2 separate regions of the Mus musculus genome follow, and region 1 is linked to region 2. A link is a contact called in public promoter capture Hi-C data. All regions are on one chromosome and are shown on one strand. Each heading gives the region's core, a stretch centred on a gene start, on an enhancer-like site or on the middle of the called end of the contact. The rest is flanking DNA. Distances are from core to core; before and after follow the strand shown. Region 1 holds the start of Trmt10b (tRNA methyltransferase 10B). Region 2 holds the start of Frmpd1 (FERM and PDZ domain containing 1).

Region 1 (3,127 bases), core at 474-2,973, 110 kb after region 2:
TCTGAGGCTGAGACTTGAATTTTCACTGTAGTTCAGCCAACCTTACAATGAGAGTTTCTGTTTGATTTTCTGCAACTTGAGCTCTATTGCTACAAGAGAGAAGATTCTCCTCAAGGACACACTTAGCAACTTTTAGATCGTTTACTTGTGTCTGGAGCCTTTCGATTTTATCACACAACTCCTTCCTTTCATTCATCATTTTTTCCACAGATACTAAGAGCAGCCAGCCAGTAAAATCATTTTCCGATTTTTTCCCCATCTTGTAGAAAGCTTTGTGCACTGAATCACCTAATTCATTAAGAAAATCAAGGTCATTAGCTTCTTTAAGTTCAGAATATAGTTTCAACCATGGGTCTTCAAAATTCTCTGAGCTCCCAGGAGGGAGAGAATCTGGAGAGGTTTCAATAGTTGAAAGTGCTGGTGGATCAACAAGCCAATTCCAGTATTTTAAAAGATTCATCCTTGTACTTCTGTTACTCTAGAACCACTCCTGGTACCAACTTCTGTATTAGTCAGGGTTCTCTAGAGTCACAGAAGTTATGGATAGTATCTAGATAGTAAAGGAATTTATTGATGACTTACAGTCGGCAGCCCAATTCCCAACAATTGTTCAGTCGCAGCTGTGAATGGAAGTCCAAGGATCTAGCAGTTACTCAGTCTCACGCAGCAAGCAGGCGAAGGAGCAAGAGCAAGAGCTAGACTCCCTTCTTCCAATGTCCTTATATTGTCTCCAGCAGAAGGTGTAGCCCAGATTAAAGGTGTGTCCCACCACACCTTTAATCCCAGATGAAAGGCGTAGCCCAGATTAAAGGTGTGTTCCTTAAACTCGGAGATTCAATCTTCTGGAATCCATAGCCACTATGGCTCAAGATCTTCAAACCAAGACCCAGATAAGGATCTCCAAGCCTCCAGATAAGGGTCACTGGTGAGCCTTCCAATTCCGGATTGTAGTTCATTCCAAATATTGTCAAGTTGACAACCAGGAATAGCCACTACAGTTGCTCTTGCAGAGAACCTAGGTTTGGTTCCCAGCCCCCACATGACTGCTCATAACTCTCTGTAACTTCAGTTCCGATGGGGGCGGCAGGTTGGAGAGGTGCGGGGGAGTGGGATTCCAATACCCTCTTCTGGTTTTCCCAAGTACCAAGCATGCATGAAATGCACATGTGTATGCAGGCAAAACACCCATACATATGAACAAAAATAAATCTTAAAAAAAGAAAAGTAAAGACAAGACTTGGACTAGTCGCTTCACGCATCTGAGCCTATTTCTGAGTTGATATGTGAAGGGAGATGTTCAAGGTATGTAACTAGCCACTAGACTCTTTGCCTGCTAAGTCTTGTCTGCGCTTTGAACTTGGACAGCCTGGCGGCAGAAGGACCACTGTGTGCTCAGGAAAGGGCTGTGCTAGCTCATAGTCCCTGCTGGTTGAAGGGAAACCCAGGGAATCTTAAGGGCCCCATACTGACCAAAAAGACAAAGTAGGTGGTTTAGAGCTTGGTTTAAAGTCGCCAGAAAGCCACTAGTCACCTGTTTGAGCTATGTAAGGTTTACGAGGACTTGGAATTGCCATCGTCAACTAACAGACAGATAACCCAGAGTATAGAAGCCCAGCCAATCTACTGGTATCATCTAGTGCGTTGTTAGACTGAAAACTACAACTCCCAGAATGCCACTCAAAGCTGATCAGGAACCGGAAGTGGCTTTGGGGCGGGACCAACTGTGTTCTCTTCTGAGCAAGGTGTGTTAGGTAAGCCAAGATCTGGTTCTGAGGGTTGGCTAGAGACTGCGGGGTCCCACCGAGACGCCTAGGCACCCCACAGCCCTGGGGAGTCTGGGTCTTGCCTTTCCTCGGTCGCAGCACGCGAGTCAGTGTGACCCGCGTTCCCTGCAGCCTGGGATCTAAGCAGGTGTTCTGGTGCTGAAGGTGGTTGGGCTCAGAATGAGAAAATGAGAGACCTATGCAAACAGGATGATTGGACACTTAGCGACGGCGTTTGTGCTCATCAGGTGGGACTTGGGCTAGAAAAGGTCTAAGGCGGAGACGGCGGTGTTAACTCCAAGTATTTATTGAGAGTCTGAGTAAACGGAACATTTAATTTTATTGGAACGGTGTGAAAAAATCAGACAAAAAATAAGTAGGTGGTGTTGGATAGTGAAAATATGCCTGATCTGAGGACGTGTGAGACTAAGGGAAGAGCATGTGGGCAGAGATTAACAGTTTATGTAGACATTGGGATATTTAGTATGTTTGGGAAATAGGTAGGTCACAGTTTATGCAGACATCGGGATATTTAGTATGTTTGGGGAATAGGTATACCACAGAGCGTAAAAGAAAATGATGGAGGAGGGGCTACCAGGAAAGATGGCTCTTGCTGAGGATGGGAGTTTAGTTCTCAGCACCCATGTCTGGGCGACTCATGACTGCCTGTAACTTAAGCTCCAGACACCTGTACTGAACTGATGCACACATAGCCACATACATAATTTTTAAAAATAAAATGGCTCTGGTGTGGTGGTGCAAGCCTTTAATTCGGGAGGCAGAGGCGGGCAGATCTCCGTGAGTTCTAGGCCACCCTGGTCTCCAGAGGGAGTTCCAGGATAACCAGGGTACAGAGAAACCTTGTCTCAAAAAACAAACAAACGAATGAATGAATGAATGGATGGATGAATGGTTGGATGGATGAATGTGGGAGGCAGAGACAGGGCAGATTTGTGAGTTGGAGGCCTGCCTGGTCTCCAACCAGTATATAGCAAGTTCAAGGCCAGCTAGGGCTACATAGTGAAACCCTGTCTATAAATAAACAAACAAACAAATAAATATAAATAAATAAATAGAATCCTCTAGAAAAAAGAAAGTTGACAGAAGGGAGAGAGCCCTTAGTGATCTGTGCAGATAGTGTGTAGATTTTGGATTACGGTGAGTGAAATAGAAAATGCTGCTGACTCTGGCCAGAAGAGTGGTGTAATTCTCAAACATTTAGATGCTCTTATATATCTGCTGCTACATACTTGTGAATATATATATTTCACAGATTTATTTTGAGACAGGGTCCCAGGTAGTTTAGACTAACCTCAAAGTCTTTATGTAGCCAAGGATGAACTTGAACTTGAGCCGTGAACTTC
Region 2 (3,234 bases), core at 517-3,016:
AGTGCCTGGCACTGTGGGACCCACCAGAACGGCAGATGTAGGGAGAAACAGTGCAGCAGGCTGTCAGGGATGAGCGTGCAGGGGGGCATCCCACGCAGAGCAGAGCCTCTGAAGCCAATGACGGCCCTGTGTGAAACATTATCGACCCAGGCAGCTAGGAAACTGTGAGGGACAGGATCTGACCTGATGGGAAATTTTTGTTCTTGCTGACAACAGGGCTGGGTTCTTATTTTCCTGTGTGACAAGTGCCCCATTGGTGTTTAATCTGGATTGTGCACATAATCTCCATCCACGGTACAGTCTTTCAGTTTACTGTAAATCGTCAGTTCATAAGCTATTGCGAAATATATTTAATTTTCTTAAAGCTGACTTTATACCCACCATGCTTCTGTATCTTCCGTTTCTTCCCACTTCCCCCAGTGGTGCTAACCCTGGGTCCTACTACTGGAGGCTAGGGACCTGGTGGGTGCTGGAGTTTCTGTCTTCATCAGGCCAAGGGCTGACCTGTTGCTTTGCCCACTTGTCACTGGATTAAGGATCTTGTCTGTGCTCATTTGATTCCCAGAGTGGTCTAATTTGATAATCTGGTGGCAACAAGATTGCCACCTTCTATCCTTAAAACTCCTCCTCCCATGATAGCTAAGGATAGCACGGAATACTGACCAGGAACTGCCTCCTCTAACTCTTCAATTCTGCTCCCTTTCTGCTCCTGTTTCAGTGAAAGCTGCGATATCCTGAGAGCTTTGTTCTGGTCCTCTGGAATGCTTTCCCACACTCTAGTTGGCCAACTCCAGTTGTTGTTCAGAGGCACCCCCTTCAGTAGGCGGGATGGTGCTACGGGCACCGGATCAGCACTTTATTCAATCGGCTAGACTGTACTAGGAAACAGTACCAGGTTTTTCTGGAGGCCACTTCTCCAGTGTCTAGCACAGCGTAAGCCTGGGGGTGTAGCTATTCCATCTTAAGAGACTTGCATGGGGAAAGAGGTGGTAGAATTGTAACATGGGAACTGGGTTACTCGGCTTGGGGGGTGGGGGCGGGGATCAGAAGGGGCATGGGTGCAGAGCCCCAGGGTATCTCAGTAGTTTAAGGCTTCTAGATCTTCCGAGCCCCCTCCCCCAGAACAGAAGGATTGGGGGACTATGACTTCTCAGGGCAGAGACGGGGTAGTGGTCAACAGTGCCTAAAGTGAGCCCACTCTCTTCCACTGCCCTCAGCAGGAGAGACTGGGGAGGCAAGGACTGGGAGACAAGGGAAGTATAAAGATCCTCTGTGTTCCCCAGGGTCTCCTACCGCGGGGTAAGAAAGCTGGGAAGCCAGAGCTTAGAAGGGGGGTCATTCCGAGTTCCAGCTTAGGCTGCTGGCCTGGGTGACCTTGGGGTGTCCCTTTCCCCTCCCAGCCTCAGTGTTCCCGTGGGGACGCTGCGTATCCCCCGGCGGGTGAGTTGGGGAAGGCCAGCCGAGGCAGGGCCTGGGTGGGAGCAGGACCGCCCACTGCGACGGCCCAGGACCTCAGGAGCCCGCGTGGGCGGTGCGTGGGGCTCCTCCCCCGGGGCGGGGGTCGCGGCGCCGGCAGCTGGTGGCCCCGCAGCTGCAGCCTCAGCACCTGCCGCCGCCAGACGGCGCGGGCGCAGCCGGGCCCGGCCTCTCCCCCCTCGGGCTGCAGCCGCGGCGCGGGAGGCGGAGCCGGAGCCGAGCCGGAGCCCAAGCCGAGCCGCTGCCCGAGCCCGGCCGGCTACCGTGGCCGCCGCTGGGCGGGGCGCCCCAGCTACTGCTCCCGCCGGCTCCGCGTGCACGCGGGCGGCGCCTCCTCCTCAGGTAAGGGCGAGGCCCCCCGCGCCGCCGCAAAGTTTTGGGGATACCTGGATCCCCACAGCCCAGGCCTGCGTCTCTGGGAGCTGCTCCTTGGCTTCTTCCGCGCCGCCCTCCACGCTGCGCTCCCGGGTGACCCGCTCCACTCCTCGTGTCCCCTCTCCCGGCGTCCGTGGCGTGGCCGCCAGCTTGCTTGGGACCTGCAACGGTTAACTCTGTGCATGGGATCCGTGTGCCTTAAGTTTCCGAGGTCTGCACGGTGTAGTTGTGGGAGGAGCGACCAGCCGCGAGGCAGCCCTGGGTTCAGGTGCGGCCGCAGCCAGCGCCAACTTTCTGAGTGACCTCAGATGAGCCCTGCCTGTCCGGTCTCCACTGCCATACCTGCACCAGAGTGGGTTGAGCTGTTCGCCCGGACGATCGGCTGAAGCGTCACGCTTGTATTGCTCTGTTTTGAGTGGGGGGGGGGGTGCCCGAGAGTGTGTCAGCTCCAGAGCTCATGGGGAGTGGAGAGGAATGTTGAAGACCTACAGAAGTCTGTATTGGTGGGGAGGGACAGGTCGCGTCCCTAACCCGCAGCAGCCTTGACTGAGCTTAAGGATGGGTGTGGCAATGGCCTCTGGAAATGGAGTAGCTGCAAGGGCTAGGTGTCCCAGAGCCATCCTGGCTGTGTGACCTTGGGCAAGTCCACATTTTGAGGCTGGTTTTGGTGCCTCTAAGGTAGGGTGAAAGTAGTGAGATGTTCTTTGAGGTCAGTTACTATAAAACTCTACAGAAGGGGAGTCTCTGAGCTCTGGTTTGCAGGGTCAGTTTGGGTGGAGCCATTAATCCATCAAGAATCTATCCAGCACTTACAAATTGGTGTTTGGAAAAAATAAAGGAAGCATTTGGGGTTTGCTCTAGGAGTCTCAAAATAGACATGGCAAGGGTTGGTGAGAGCGCGCCTTGCTTACTCCGGTGCATTGGCCGTCATAAAATATTCAACGACATAATGATTTGTTTTCAAAGTGGCTTATAGATCAGGAAATGTTTCTGTTTGTGAGGTGGTTATTTATTTATTTATTATTTTTTTGCCAAAACCTCTCAAAATTGAGGGGGGAAGATAATGCCCTGTTGTAGGGCCCTGAAGGAGGCTAGTGGATGCTTAATTCCAGTCTAAGGGGAGGCTGAGATGTTTTACAGTTCTGGTTATGGAGACTCGCTCTAAATCAGGAGTCCTCCGGTGGGTGTTGCGTGTCCATGTCCATGGGGCTGCAGAGGCCCACAGTTCAGAAAAGACGTGTCTTGACTTCCGGGATAGGTGAATTCTGGTGTAGCCGGAGCGAAGTTGAGAACGAGATACCTGAGCGTGTGTGATAGAAGGTGAGATTTGTCCCACTGCCCAGTATCTTGTGCTGCAATTAGTGCGCCCCAGTGAGAAACATC

Evidence for each region. Capture Hi-C pulls out chosen DNA fragments and counts their contacts.
Region 1: a contact with region 2 is called in a promoter capture Hi-C map of adipose tissue. The contact joins the promoter of Trmt10b here to the promoter of Frmpd1 in region 2. A contact is called at or near these places in 2 of 39 promoter capture datasets (neutrophils and trophoblast stem cells), 3 of 484 Hi-C or Micro-C datasets (cerebral cortex, palatal mesenchyme and stem cell-derived neural progenitor cells), 11 of 115 datasets of contacts at active chromatin or transcription factors (differentiating embryonic stem cells, embryonic hindbrain, embryonic stem cells and 5 more) and 4 of 9 other capture datasets (adipose tissue, embryonic stem cells, liver and 1 more).

The regions. Positions count from the first base shown.
Region 1 is chr4:45,295,445-45,298,571 of GRCm38.p6, forward strand. It overlaps Trmt10b (tRNA methyltransferase 10B), which reads left to right and starts at 1,724. Exons shown (of 9, transcript NM_027266.4): 1 at 1,724-1,751.
Region 2 is chr4:45,183,140-45,186,373 of GRCm38.p6, forward strand. It overlaps Frmpd1 (FERM and PDZ domain containing 1), which reads left to right and starts at 1,767. Exons shown (of 16, transcript NM_001081172.2): 1 at 1,767-1,818.